Linked DNA regions of Mus musculus: region 1 is linked to region 2. Evidence: chromatin contacts called from public promoter capture Hi-C data. All regions are on one chromosome and are shown on one strand. The core of a region is the stretch at or near the end of the contact, and the rest is flanking DNA. Distances in the headings are between cores, read along the strand shown. Region 1 holds the start of Micall2 (MICAL-like 2). Region 2 holds the start of Gper1 (G protein-coupled estrogen receptor 1).

Evidence for each region. Promoter capture Hi-C pulls out the DNA fragments that hold promoters and counts their contacts.
Region 1: a contact with region 2 is called in a promoter capture Hi-C map of the HPC-7 cell line. The contact joins the promoter of Micall2 here to the promoter of Gper1 in region 2. A contact is called at or near these places in 3 of 39 promoter capture datasets (the HPC-7 cell line, cranial neural crest and second pharyngeal arch cranial neural crest), 1 of 115 datasets of contacts at active chromatin or transcription factors (acute myeloid leukemia) and 1 of 9 other capture datasets (embryonic stem cells).

The regions. Positions count from the first base shown.
Region 1 is chr5:139,734,227-139,741,840 of GRCm38.p6, forward strand. Micall2 (MICAL-like 2) reads right to left here and starts at 2,107. Exons shown (of 17, transcript NM_174850.3): 1 at 1,792-2,107. The coding sequence starts at 1,934.
Region 2 is chr5:139,418,974-139,426,702 of GRCm38.p6, forward strand. It overlaps Gper1 (G protein-coupled estrogen receptor 1), which reads left to right and starts at 4,206. Exons shown (of 3, transcript NM_029771.3): 1 at 4,206-4,381; 2 at 4,688-4,899; 3 at 6,707-7,729. The coding sequence starts at 6,929. The region is part of intron 2 of 3110082I17Rik (RIKEN cDNA 3110082I17 gene); the gene reads right to left.

The DNA.
Region 1 (7,614 bases), core at 857-3,356, 310 kb after region 2:
CTTGAGCTATCAGTCCAGCTGGGGAGACCGCAAGGAAGTCAGCAGTGTGAGATAACCCTCCCAGAGTGAACTGAGCAGGCACCTCTTCGTCCAGCCTCCTTCCTGTCACCAACTCTTGGTTCCCTGTTCCCTGTCATTACCTTGAACTTCTGTCTCTGAGACCAGAAGTTGCTCCCTGCACTAGATGACCTTATGCTGTATACAGTAGGCACTCATTAGATAAGTGAGCAAATCTTTAACACTTGCCTGTGCCAGCATATACATGCACACACAAGTAAACATACAAGTATAAATAAACATATATCTCTTCGTGTACACCTCTCCTCCTCTGTGGGGACTACATGTCAGGCCATGAGCACACATAGTCCCTGCTTCGGAGCAGAGGAAACCCCATGTCTGCAAAGGCCCTGTCCCTGTCCAATTACCAGCTGAGGCTAATCCAGCCAAAATCCAACATCATCGTCTCCTCCACTTGAGAACTCGTCACATAGTTCTCATCTGAGCTCCCCACTCTGCATCATCATCCAGACTCCCCCTGCACCACCGGAAGAAACCTGACTACCCACGTTCTCATCCCAAGTCCATTTTCCAAGGTCTACATCCTTGGCCCAGCATCCATCGAAGCTCAGCTTCCTGGTTTCCACATGACTGATGCCCCACTGAGCTCACACCATCCATCTCCCTGAGAGTGACTGAGGCTCATGCCATGGGGCCCTCCCAAGCAGCTCGGGGGTTGGGGTGGGGAATTCATAACCACAGGGCAGAAGCCTACTTCTTGCTCAAGATTCCGGCTTCCTGAGCAGAGCAAAGCTTGGCACAAGGGAGTCTGATAGCACCAGGCCTGGCTCTTCCTGACACATTGTGTAACACGAACAATATTTGTTTGTTTTTCCTTTTCGGAGCCTCAGTTTCCCCATCTGCACAGCAAGAAGGCTGGCTGAGGTGGGCTCCACAGGTGCTGCCTGGAGCCTCACTCAGCCCTAAGACCTCCCTGGGAAACACTCCCAGACCAGCCAACTCTGCATTTATGTACCATGTACAGGAGAATGCTTTCCTCTGAAGGGCATGGGCTGTAGGTGATCTTGTCCCATTTCAGGACTCTGGTCACCAGACTAACTTAGGTCCCTGTAACAGAGTCTGCCTAAGTGTTTGCTAAGTGAATAACTGATAGAACAGTTTGAGTTGTGGGCCAAGGTCCTTCAACAAGACAGAGCTGGCTTGCTTCCCAACTTCCTATGCCAAGACTCTTCTTCTATAGAAGGCTTTAGACCCAATCCCTGTCCTCTCCTACAACTTCCAAGGATGATGGCCCAGACTCCATTGTCTCCTGTCATTCTAAGGTGCTAAAAGGCTTGCGCTTCCCTCTTTGATTGCTTTCCCAAAGATGCCTAGACAAATTAGAGGAGGGGCAGTAATCCCACTAGAAGCCTCAAATGGCCCTGATCTTGGGGCCAGACCTCAGACCCCCAGGAGCTGTTCCTTTGCCCTTTCTCAGGGAGCTCGGGGAAGGCGGACGCTGCCCTGAGTCACCACTGACTAAGCCGGCTGGACAGCCCATGTCCTGGCCCCTGGCCCAGCTGCACTTGGTGGCCTGCACAGAGGCTACTTGACTGCCACAGCCTTGGAGACCACCAAATAGGCTGTACCTGCAGGTCTCTGCTCTACCCCGGGTGGCCCATCTGAGAGGGGTGTGTCTGAAACCTCCGACCCGGATCCCAAGGCAGGCGTGGCCTCAGTTTCCCGTTTGCAGCGGCACATCAGAGCCCGACAGAGGGGTTAAAGAGCACTCACATAAGGTCAGGCCGGTGTCGGTGCAAGATAGCGCAGAAGGCCAGGCCATCGCGGAACGAGGTGGTCATGTTGGTGATGCTCACGTCCCGGTAGCCCTCGCACTGCTGCCGGCACCATTCTTGCAGGGCCTTTATGGCGGCCATATGGGCGGCAGGACGGGCTGGCGGCTCGAGGAGCTGGCTACAGGCCCCTCTTGGGCCCGAGACGCGCAGGAGGCCCGGACCCGCCGACCACCAGCCGGGCTGGAAGAAGAGAACACCGGGAGACCGGCGCCCCACACACTCTTGACGCCTGCGAGGCCGCCGGCCCCGCCCCCTAGAGGCCCCGCCTCTTCAGACCCGCCCCCACAAGATCACGCCTCTTGAAGGCCTGGCTCACCAGCTCCAAGCTCCACACAGGCTCCTTGTTCCGGCCGCACCGCCCCAGTTTGGTCAGGCCACACCCACGCCCCACAAAGGGCACGCCCACATAAGACCACGCCCCCTCTTTCCTGGGACTTGAAGAATAGGGGCCCGGTACTCTGGGCGTTGGCTCCCGCCTTGGCCTTTAGCCATAACTCCCAGCAGAGGCGTCGGGGTTTTCTTTTTTTGTTTTCCTTGAGACCGGGACCAATGTAGCTCGCATTGGCCTCTAGCTTATTATAAAAGCAAAGATGACCTTGTGTTTCAGATTCCCCAGCCTCCACCTCCTTTACTGCTCTCGGATTACAGGCTTGTGCCCCACACCATGCCTGGTTTGTGCAGTGCTGGGTATGGACCCTGAGGCTTCCTGCATGCCAGGCAAGCATACCACCAGCTGAGCTACACTCCCAGCTACGGTTTTCTTTCTTACTTTTAATTCTATCTTATGCATATGGGCTTTGGTCTGAAAGTGTATCTGCACCCCTTGTGTGTCTGGTAGCCCGGGAGACCTGAAGAAGGCCCCTGCTCTTCTAGAATCGGAGTTGGAGCGGGTTGTGCTGCCATGTGGGTGCTGGAAACTAAACCCCAGGACTTCTGGAAGAGCAGCAAATGCTCTTAACGACTGACCCATCTCTCCAGTCCAAACCCGCAACAGCGTTCTTTTATTTTATTTTATTTTTTAAAGTTGAGGCCAAGCTGCCTAGTCTGCCTAACTCATCCTCCTGCCTCAGCCTCTAGAGTTGGCAGCCTGTTGACAAATGGGAAAACAGAGGCTAGGGTAGATGCAACCTCTGAGGAGTGTCCCTTTTCAGGGTCTACAAAGCTGTCTGGTTGGAAGCTGGGGTGGACCTTGCTGAGTAGTGTGCTTTCCCATCAGACAGATACTGGTCGTGATGGCACACACCTGGAATCCCAGCCCTCAGCGGGGAGAAGCTGGAAGATCAGAAATCCAAGCTTATCCCAGGATACATATGGGGTGCAAGGCTGACATGGGCGACCTGAGACCCTGTCTCAAACTTTAAAATACTGTCTGCTTTCCCTTCACCCTCAAGGGTGCCAAGCCAGCCAGAATAACCGCTCTACATTCACAGAGGAGGAAAGGAAGGCTGAGGGGGCACGCTCCAGGGGTCTTGAGACAGGAGACTCTTAGCCTCTTTCAAGTCTCTGAGGATGCCAGGGGTGATTAAGGAAAGTACCTCTCCCAGGTCCTCAGTTAGAGCCAGGGGCTGCCCTGAATGTTCTTTTGTTGTTTTGTTTTGTTTCTGAGACAGAATTTCTCTGTGTAGCCCTGGCTATCCTGGAACTCACTCTGTAGACCAGGCTGGCCTCGAACTCACAGAGAACCACCTGCTTCTTCCTCAAGTGCTGGAATTAAAGGTGTGCGCCACCTCTGCCCAGCTTTGTTTCTCCGCACCCTCAGGAATCTATATGTCATCAGATGGACCGGACTATGACAGCAACAGTGTGAACCGGCCCTTCCCAGCTGGGCCCCAGAGCTTGTCTAGGCAGGATCTTTAGGAAGGTAGGTGTTTTCCCCAAAATGGCATCTGGCTTGGAGCCAGGTGCCGTCTCTACCAGGAGTGAAAACAGGTTTTCCGTGCCCAAGCTGTGGGCTGGCATCAAGGAGGCACCTGGGTACAGGCAGCAGGTGTGGGGCTGGTAGGTGGGCAGCAAGATCCTCATCCCAACTCTGGAGGGCACAAGACTGCCCCTGGGATTATAGCCCCAACCCTTGCCCAGTGGAAGCAGCTGACCTGCCCGAGGGTTCTCGCCAGGAGGACAAAGTGCAGTATCACACCCCATTCAGCTAGAGCCTGGTCCCGGAACCAGGTTTTCCTGACCCTCTGGGCAGCAATTACAAGAACCGGAAAAGCTGGTAAGGAAGGTAACTGCCAAGACGTGGGGAGAAAGGGTGTGCAAACGGAGGGAGGGCCATGCCAGGGTCTGAGTTCTAATGTCAGCTCCAGGGTCATCATGTGACCAGCCTCTTCAGACTCCCCACCCTTAGCTCCTGCCACCTCGGGAGCTTGAGGACAGTATTCGTGACAGTCCCCTGGGGCCACTAATCATGTCACCACCAGCACCTCATAGAGCCTGCCTTTCTAGAGTCCCCCAAACGGGAACACCTCAATCTGCCCACCACTGTGAGCCTTCCCACATGCTCCCCCGGGGGCTTAGTCCACCATAGTCCACCTTGCAGACCTCCTTAAATGTTCCAAGAGCCCCTCTTGCCAACTCTCCTCTGAATAAAGTCCAGGAACCTTATCAGCCACCAGAACCTGCCAGCCCCGCTTATCGTGACTCTGCAGGCCACACCCTACCATGTTCCCTCTGGGCCTTGGTTCTCCAGCTGACTCCAAGAGCCCACTGTGCAACTCCACCAGGCCACTGAAGTCATTTGGGCGCTCTTCTCGGCTCCTCCCACCTCCCCTCCAGCCCTCATATAGCTGGTGCTCCCCCATCCAACCAGAAGCCTTTGGCCCCAGTCTGAGAAACCTTTTCTCATGCTGTCACCTCTGCCCTGGTGGCACCTAGCCCCAGCTTTCACTAAGTCAGCTTTTCTCAGTGACAGCCATTGTCTGGGTAACAAACCATAGACCTGCCCCGGGAGGCCAGGAAAATGGGCATCAAACCTACTGCTTGGGCTGGAGAGATGGCTCAGTGGTTAAGAGCACCGACTGCTCTTCCAGAGGTCCTGAGTTCAATTCCCAGCAACCACGTGGTGGCTCACAACAATCTATAATAGGATTGATGCCCTCTTCTGGTGTTTCTGAAGAGAGCAATGGTGGTGTAATCATATGCATAAAATAAATAAATCTTTAAAAGAAAAAACCTTCAGTCTTAGTGTCTTGTGCTGCAAAGGAAAGCATAGCTGTCTCTCACAGGGGAGAGTGCACACAGTAGGCACTCAATGAATTCATGTGCTTACAATTGAGTCTTTATTCCTCACAATGATCTCCTGGGTGGTGGTAGAGTGTATTGGACCCTTTAGGACATTTGCTAATTACAGTCTAAGAGTGGCAGAGACACCGTGAGAGGGACACACAGAGAGAAAGGCAAAGACAGAGAGACAAAGACACAGGGAGCCCGAGAAGCAGACACACAGGAGAGAAAGAAACAGAGACTAGGGAGACAATGTGCAGAAGAGTGATCAACTTCCGTTCCTGCAGAGGACCCCAGGTTATGTGTGCAGCAACCAAGCGGTGATTCCCAACTGTCTGTAACTCCAGTTACAGGAGACTTTTGTTTTGTTTTTGTTTTTGTTTTTGTTTTTGAGACAGGGTTTCTCTGCATAGCCCTGGCTGTCCTGGACCTCACTCTGTAGACCAGGCTGGCCTTGAACTCAGAAATCTATCTGCCTCTGCCTCCCAAGTGCTGGAACTAAAGGCCTGTGCCACCACTGCCCAGCGACATTTTTTTAAGTATGTAAAATAATAGGAGCTGGAGAAATGGCTCAGTGAGTGGTTAAGAGCACCAGCTACTCTTCCAGAGGACTTGGGTTTGATTCTCAGCACCCACATGGTGGCTCACGATTGTCTAACTGTATCCCAGACCCAGGGGAGCCGATGTCCTCTTTGGACATCAGTGTGCACTTGTCATCTGACATGACTTCCTGGAGAGACACATGTGTCTACTTACCTCTGATAGGGAACCCACTACAGACCAAAGCATGAACACCACCAAAGTCCAACTCGGTGACCCCATGAGCTTTATTGGGGTTACTTACAGAAATATGGGTGAGGGGTTACAGGAGCAGAAATGACTCAAAGACTCAAATGAACCAAAGCATGGGGGATGGGCCACGAGGGCTGAGGACCTGCAGCACGTCGCCACACAGCCTGCAGGCAGCTCAACAGGCTGAAGAGTGTCCTTTCCAAGTGACTCAGTCTACACCACTTCCGAGGCAGCTGGTCCAGTCTGGGAGTCTTCTTCGAAGTTTGGCTTGTCTCCGAATGATGGGAGGGGCTGGCCTAGTGAATCTGATCAGTTTCAGGGACTTCAGGAAGCTACATGGAGTTGTTCACCTTCTGTCTTAAGGAGCATCCCTTCAGAATGGGATGTTTCAGTCTAGAGGAAACCTCTACACAACACTGTATACACAAGGTACACACCTGTGTATGCAGGAAAACACACAGACACTTTTTAAAAAGAGATAAAAGGGACTGGTAAGATGGCTCAGTGGTTAAGAGCACTGGCTGCTCTTCCAAAAGTCCTGAGTTCAAATCCCAGCAACCACATGGTGGCTGATAAACCATCTGCAATGGGATCTGATGCCCTTTTCCTGGGGTGTCTGAAGACAGCAACAGTGTACTCAGATAAAATATAAATCTTTTTAAAAATGCTTTTAAAAAAATTTAAATAAATAAAAAATTAAAAAGAGAGATAAAAGTGTGATCTTACCACGCCATCAGGGACTCGTGGACCCTGTGATCACTGTACTGTTTTTGCAGGATTTATGTCTCGGGTGGCTGAGTTCTAAAGGGTTAGGAGAAGCGGTAGGCACACCTGTGAGGGATGTAGGCTGAGCCTGGAGAGCACATGGGATCAGCCACATGGCTACCTCTGGGAATGTGCAGTGTACAACCTATACCACTGTCCACTGTGCTACAGCTGCCCAGACTGTGTGTGCACGGGCACGTGTGTGCACAGGAAGGCTGAACACAGGCTTTCATCCCACTGTATTTGTAGGTGCCATTGTACTCAGAAATTGGGAGTCTCTGAAGGAACACTCAGGGGACTCCTACCTTGTCCTCCTTGCCCCCTTTGTCCCTTGTCCCAGCATGAATCTATGACCTCTACTTGTGTCCTGGGACCATCCTGGGCTAAGAGGCCCTTCCAAATAGCTTACACCCTTCAGTCTCACAGATCTGTGGCTTCTCCCAGCTCCACAGAGTAGATACGTTCCCTCCCCTTCCTGCTCCCTCCATAGCAAGACAGAGCAGCAGACCATATTATGTCTGTCCCTTCTCCGTGTGTCCAGAAACCTGCTGCTGGAGGGTGCCATCCTATGGCTTCCACAGCCACTCAGGTGTGGCCATGCTGCTGAGATGACAGGCTACAGCCAGATCCTGGGGCTGTTGGCCCAACCCGTGAGTCCTCTTTATCCCAACTCTGGTTGCCTGCCCTCTGTGGATTCAGATGCGTCCTTCTGTTGCTTTTTTGTATATTTGAGTCAAGGTCTTGCTGTGTAGCCCATGCTAGCCTCAAACTCCAGGCTTAGCCTTCTGAGTCCTGGAATGACAGGTGCAAACCCACCACCAGCTCTAGGTGAACATTCTGGTTTTGTTGTTGTTGTTGTTGCTGCTGCTGTTTGTTTGTTTTTATTATTAATTAAACACTTATTTTAAAAAAGATTTATTTATTTTATATATATGAGCACACTGTAGTTGTCTTCATACACACACCAGAAGAGGGCATCGCA
Region 2 (7,729 bases), core at 2,956-5,455:
GGATAGGACACTCTCCTGGGGCTGTAAATTCCTTCTCACATTGGGAGATAGGGCTACTGAACTAGCTTTTTCTGGGAAACGGGAGTCCCAGGAAGCCTGGGATGGCAGCTGTAGTGTGCATCTGGGGCGTCTGTCTGTAAGAAGCCTGCACAACCTCTCGCAGGACCAGGACCACAGCACTCAGATGCTCACTCCTATGGTCCCGGGCCAGGCTGGTCTGGGACCTGGATGAGGGTGTCTCTCTGGAGGTGTGGTTTTCCAGTCACTATCTCATAAGATGAGAAAAGGCTCAGGAGTCGGGGAGGCTGTGTCACAGCTCTGCACAGACCCTGACAGAACAGCCTTCCCAAGCCAGGGTGGGCAGACAGTGCTCAGCAATGGCCCAGGAGAGCTGGCCCTGACCGGCTCCTCCCTGCCTACCTTGGGACCCAGACAAATGCTTAGCCTCTGCTTCTTTCTCTATGAAGAAGATGCCTGCCTCTTGCCCTACTAAATACTTACATATTTAAGTCAAGTCTTAGTTGTCCTGAGCACTTTGTGCCATCTCCAGGTAGGAGCCAGCGCTCCCTACCTCCCCTGAGGCTGAAAAACTAGAGGAAAATGCACAACTTGTGTCTGGGGAAATGCTAGTAAAGATGCATGAGAACCTGCCTTCAGGTCCCCAGCGTCACATAAAGAGCTGTGTGCAGCATCACATACCTATAACCCTAGTGTGGGGCGTGGGGACAGGGGGAGCCCTGGAACTCACTGGCTGGCCAGTCTAGCTGAATCAGCAAACTCTGGTTCACTGAGAAATCCCATCTCAAAAACTAAGCTGGCCAGTGACCGAGGGGGACACTAGGCACAGGCCTCTGGCCACCAAACGCACATGCACACAGATACACAGACATATACACATACCCAAAACGCATAAGTGTTGTAGAGTGGGAACACATTGGCAAATTTCTCCAAGCTTTGTGCTGTGTTTTCCCAACACACATGGCTTGTCACTTCAGAGTCAAAACAAATCCCATGAGCAAGGGTCAGAAGAGCAAGAGTGTTGATGGTTGACTCAAATAAATGGCTGTCACTCTGGGTTCCTAACAGGTTGCCGTCTAAGAGGTAGGGTGGCCTCGCTGATGAAAGGAAGCTTCCGCCTCACTCAGGAAAGCACCTGCAGCTCTGGGCCACATATGTCCCACAATAGCTATGGATGTACCCACCACACTTATGGACAATCACAATGTCAAAAGGCCAGTCTTAGGTCAGATCCATGCTCCAGATGACCACTGAGGAGTCGGAAGGGCAATGCTGTATACCGGCCATGCTCAGACTCTGGGATCATGTTCCCGAGGACTGTCAGGCAAGAGGTGACCCTAGACCCATGAAGTTCTGGGGCTGATCTATGCTGTGGAAGACGGCAGGAAGGCCAAGAGAGAGAAGTTTAGGTGGTGGTTGATTGGCGCGGGGGGGCGTGGGGGGGGGGCGGGGGGCGGGGGGTGGGGGGCGGGGGGGGGCGTTGGTGGCACTCTGGATCCTGACCTTTGAAACATGACTGGGTTGTGTGCTGGGAGCACCTGTGAAGAAGGTTCATGAAGGCGTTACATTACTGCACCTGCTCCTCATATATGATCCAATACTGTCTGTATATGGTGTGGGCCTGCCACTGAACTTCTCAGGCCTCTCCCTTTAGCCTTGAGTCACTGATGGAGTGTGAACTCTGCAGCCCAGGCCCTTCCTGCCATGGTACAGCAGCCAGTGTAGGTTCCTCAGATACAACACCATTATAAACAACTGTAGACTTGTGCACAAAACATATTGCCAAACCCACATAGACATCAAACTCAAATGGGGCCAAGCAGACCAGGAAGAACATGAGCAGGCTGGTCCAAGGACAAGGACCCTGGCCCAGACTCAGCCACCAGCCTGCCTTCACCTGCAAATGTTCATGCTGTATTCCTCAGGCTCTGTCCTCTATCAAGAAGCCAAGCCCAGAGGCAGCCTAGATCGGAGACTACAAAGGAAGCTCTCACCAAAGAGGGACTTGCACCGTACTGACAGAATCTTTAAGGTCTCTCTCATCCCTTATCCATACTAAAACCTATGGAGATCAGAAGGCAGACGTGCCCTCTGCCTGGGTCCTGTTGTGCCTCTCAGCAGAGTGGTAGACTAGACGTAGGATGTGACTACCTGGAATGTTGAAGGGAAGGCTGGGCTCAGAGTAAGATGCGCCCCCAAGACTTCAGCTGCCAGTCCTGCATGGCATCAGAGCACCCCAGGGGACTCCCAGGAACCCAGAAGACAGCAAAGGCCCTCTCAGTGGTCCAACACCATGGAACTTGACCATGGGCTTGCAAGAGTGGGGAAATTCTAAGGGAGCGGCTATTTTTAAGTGGCATTCCTTGGCTATTTCAAGGCTTGGGTTTCTGTTTTATTTATTTAATTCAAAAGGAAGCTGTGTTTTCTCAGCATTTGTTTCTTTCTCGATGGTGTCGCAGGCATTGTTTTGGTGCTGACGTCATCCTGACTTGGTAAGCTGGTGAAAAGATACTGAAGGGCCAAGGGGCTCTTCCCATGCTGCTCAAATGAGAAAAAGCCAACTCCGTAGTCAGGGCTTCTACAGCTCAAAGGGGCCCTAACAGTATTTTTCCACTAAAAATTGTATTTTTAATGGAACTCTATTTAAAGAAGTGTACATTTCAAAAAATGCATATCTCAAAGATTCTAAGCCAGTTTCCTATAGAAAGCCACCAAACATGTTTCTAGCAGGAAGCTACACACGTGGGCACAGGGCAGCTGATCGTTGTTTTCTAGAGACCCTGTAGCTGTCTACATGCAGCTAACTGCTTCATCTGTTCATAAACATATTTTATGTGTATGACTGTTTTACCGGCATGGGTGTCACCTGTGTGCCTGGTTCCCAGAGTCTGAGAGTGTGGGTTGGATCTCCTAGGTCTGGAGTTACAGATGATGGTGAGCCACCCTAGGGGTGCTGGGAATTGGACCTCTGTCCTCTTTAAGAGCAACAAGTGTTAACTGCCGAGCCACCTCTCCAACCCAGTATCTGCTTCTTCCTGCTGCACAGAGTCCCCCTTTAGAGGAGCAGCATGTGGTGGTTTCTGCAGTCCTCAGCCAGCAGAGGTATGCAATATTCATGCTCAGAACACAAATGCCCTCTCAATGTATTCAACATCACAGATTGCCGACAATCAAAAAGACATCAAGCTAAAAACACAGGGGGCTGCACTGAGTGGGAAGAGGTGGGACCCTGGGGGTCTCTTGCCAGCCATCCTACCTGTTTTGGTGAGCCCTAGGCTGATCAGTGACCCTGCCATAAACAAACAAACAAACAAACAAACAAACAAGGTGGACAGAACCTGAGGACTAGCAAACAGGTTCTCTAGCCTCTACATCCACATACATTTATACCTACATACATAAACATGCACACACACTCAGATACAAAGAAGAGTGCACAAATGAGACCAACGAACTCTAAATCATTACGAATACATAATCACTTGACTGGATTGCTCAGGTCGGGGCTGCAGGAGGTCCGATTATGTGGCGAAGCCCTGTTCCCCATGTTTGTCTCCACCCCCAGGGCCACAATTCTATGAGAACCCCAGTGTTGTGGATACGTACTAAGTAAGTTACAAGGCCACTTCCCCCCCCCCCCACCTTGGTTGTACACGGTCTAGAACTAGAGACAGAGCTGACCCCTGGGTAGAGGGACATTAGCCCTAGCTAACATTAGAGTAGAAAACACACCTGGATTCCTAATTTCTGGTCAAAATGCCGGCTACTTGTAGACTGTATTTCCCACTTCGAGCATCCCTAGGAAAACTATAGCTTACATTTGCTGTGTGACTGCAGTCCTACCATGCTGATTGAGGAAACTCAGTGTTCAGTTTTAAAGCCAGCACAAGCTAAAACAGGCAAGGGTATCATTGCTTCAACAAATGAGGAAGGATTCTTACCTAAAAGGTAAACAATATTATAATCCTTTCACACTTTAAATAAATGTGTCAGTGGGTGAAAATCAGCAGTCACACTGGAAACTTCCATAAAATACACATCCAGCAGGGTCGTTTTCACTGTCTACATGTGGGAGGAAAAAAACTGCCAGCAAAAAAATGGTTAATGCTGGCCTTAAAGGGAGGCTGGCCAGAGCCCAGTGAGTAGGCTTGGGAAGTCTATAAAGGAGGCGCTGTGCCAAGGGGGCCAGACGCTGCTGGACGGCCACAGGCATCCATCCCCAGGCATCGGGCGGGTGCTTCTGTTCCTCTCCTGCTGGGTCCCTGCTGGGCACCGTCCCCAAAGTGCTGCAAGTCCAGGGTCCATCCCTGGAGCAAGCTCCAGGAGCACCTCCAGCAGATGGCCTGGTAACGCCACGGCACAGGTAAGATTCACACTCAGGTTCCGGGACTGCGTGTGGCTCGGAACTCCTTGCTGGGGTGGGGTGGCACTGGTGGGGCAGTCATGCACCCTCGGCCTCCAGGATTGCACGATAGGTGTGAGCAAGGTCTATCCAGGCGCAGGCAACAACAGCATGCCTACCTAAAGCTCGGCCACACTTGGGTCCTGGCTACGCCCTGTAACACCACGATGCTGCCACTCTGTCTGCCAAGGGAGTCCTGGAAGCTTACAACTGTTTCAAGGACAGGGGCCTCGTAAGCCTGGCAAAAACCTAGTCTTGTTTCCCCAGATCAGGACACCCAACAGAAAATCAGAAGGACACTAAGTCTGATCGTTAGATTAACAGAGCAGCGATCTGGACCAAGGACAGAAGCCAGGGTGTCATTTCTGCCATGCACCCACCAAAACAGCTGATCAGATCTAGGGAGAAAGCCATCCAAGGACTCTGCTCCCCTTAAGCTGCTGGAATTGTGGCCAAGCCTCAACACTCACACACTCTGGGTGAGTACTTTTAAATTTTCAGGTTTTGTTTGTTTGTTTGTTTCAGCCCTGACTGGCATCAAACTCACTTCATAGACTGGGCTGGCCTCAAACTTAGAGCTCCACTTGCCTCTCATCCTTTTGTGCTGGGATTAAAGTATGCACCAGGCTCAGGTATCAGAAGAAATGAAGGGAAACCCTCTGCATTGTAGCTAGACTCAGAAGACTGGCGCTTCTGTGGCTCAGATGGGCACGTCCATGAAAGATGGGTTGGCCACCCACACCCACACATCCAAGGCAGGATGTGGCCACAGCCCCTCCTTTCTTCTTCCCATCATTTTAATGAAGCAGTATTTGGGGAGAGAAAGGCCAATTTAAACCTCTGGTTTGCTCTTGCTCCACCTCAAAACCAAATGCAATCACCACAAGCAAAGCAACAGAGATGTGTTTTCAGGAGCACATCTGAGGAGCACTTTGCTGTCTCGCTCTGACTGTGAAGGAAGACACAGGGACAGTAGCTGCCATGTCCCTGCCCGGGGCAATATGGACACTTAGTAGCATTCTCAGCTTCCACTCACCAGATGCCAGCACCCATCTCCTACACAGTGACACCCTAGGGTCTCGAGACACTGCTAGTGCCGCTGAGAACCTGGATTACCCCAGAGAGCCCCGAGGCAGAGTCATACAGGCTAGGAACCATCCCCAGGGACCAATGAAGCTCAGCTTCCAGGCTGCAGTGCCTAAAATGTTGTATTTCACAGGAACTTATGTAAAGGACAAGCTGCTTCCCTTCTTCTCTCCTGTCTTCCTTATTCCTTGAGATCGGGGTCTCAGGCTGCTGCCTGAGCTAGTCTAAAACGCCTGTGCTCCAGGGATCCTCCGGAGCACAACCTCCAGAGTAGCCGGGAGGACGAGGAGTCATCCCCTACTGTTTAGTGAATTTGGAACAGCCTGGACTATAAGAGACCCTGCCTCAAAACCAGCTGTGTGAGCTGGGTGTTGGTGGCACACGCCTTTTAATCCCAGCACTCGGGAGGCAGAGGCAGGCGGATTTCTGAGTTCGAGGCCAGCCTGGTCTACAGAGTGAGTTCCAGGACAGCAAGAGCTACATAGCAAAAACTCATCTCAGGAAAAAATGATACAGCTCTCTGTGTGTGTGCGCGTGTGTGCACGCGCGTGCACACACATGCACACACACGCACACAAGAGAAAGATACTGAAGGTGGAACCCACAGCTCTCTTGTGTGCCAGATAAATGTTTTACCACTGAGCTACATCCCAGTCCTCCAATAACAATGCTTGTTCTTTACTTGTTTTCCCTTTAAACGATGGCAGGTGTCTCCTCCTGGCACCACACTCAGTACCGCCACAGGTCAAAGAACAAAATTTCTCTTCCCACTTTACTGCAAGAGAAAAGGCAGCTCCCAGCCCTTGGGTTCTTGGACTACCTTTGAGAAAGGCTGGGTTTTTCCCTTCCCATGTCACGTCTCTTTCCAACAGCTGCTGAAGTTAATGAGACTTCCTGTCTCGACAAACAGTAGTTTTCCTCAAATTCCCACACCACACACTCACGGTATTTCACGGGCCAGTGATCTGACTGGTCCCACTACATCTCCCATGACTCACAGACTGTCACCAACTGTGGGCGCTCTTAGGGAACATAAAGGAACACTCCACGTCTATCCACGTCTATCTCTTCTGCTCCAGCTCAGGGGGGTGGCGAAAGCCAGAGTCCAGGTGGACCCCGTTGTCACTCATGCACCACACCTGGCTCCTTCAGGATGCTCAGGGTTCTAGATGCTAAGTCTTGCCCCGTCTGCTTCTACAGGTGCCCAGAAGGTGAGCAGGCAGCAGGTGTGCCTGCCCAGCACCAGCCCAGACATCAGACACCCTGTCCACCCTTCTGGTTTTCTGAGACTAACAGGCTCCCAGGACGATTCTTCCTGCCTCACAAATGCCTGGTTTATCTTTCTTTGTGAAGATGGAGCTGTCACATAAAACAGCTTTCTGTGACCCTTTCAGCAAATCCTGAAAACTGCCGAGGGAAGCCATGGATGCGACTACTCCAGCCCAAACTGTTGGGGTGGAGATCTACCTAGGTCCCGTGTGGCCAGCCCCTTCCAACAGCACCCCTCTGGCCCTCAACTTGTCCCTGGCACTGCGGGAAGATGCCCCGGGGAACCTCACTGGGGACCTCTCTGAGCATCAGCAGTACGTGATTGCCCTCTTCCTCTCCTGCCTCTACACCATCTTCCTCTTTCCTATTGGCTTTGTGGGCAACATCCTCATCCTGGTGGTGAACATCAGCTTCCGGGAGAAGATGACCATCCCAGACCTGTACTTCATCAACCTGGCGGCGGCCGACCTCATCCTGGTGGCTGACTCCCTGATTGAGGTGTTCAACCTGGACGAGCAGTACTACGACATCGCAGTGCTCTGCACCTTCATGTCCCTCTTCCTGCAGATCAACATGTACAGCAGCGTCTTCTTCCTCACCTGGATGAGCTTCGACAGGTACCTAGCGCTGGCCAAGGCCATGCGCTGTGGCCTCTTCCGCACCAAGCACCACGCACGGCTCAGCTGTGGCCTCATCTGGATGGCCTCAGTGTCCGCCACGCTGGTGCCCTTCACAGCGGTGCACCTGCGGCACACGGAGGAGGCCTGCTTCTGCTTTGCTGATGTCAGGGAGGTGCAGTGGCTGGAGGTCACACTGGGCTTCATCATGCCCTTCGCCATCATTGGCCTCTGCTACTCCCTCATCGTGCGAGCCCTCATCCGGGCCCACAGGCACCGCGGCCTGCGCCCACGCAGGCAGAAAGCCCTGAGGATGATCTTCGCAGTGGTCCTTGTT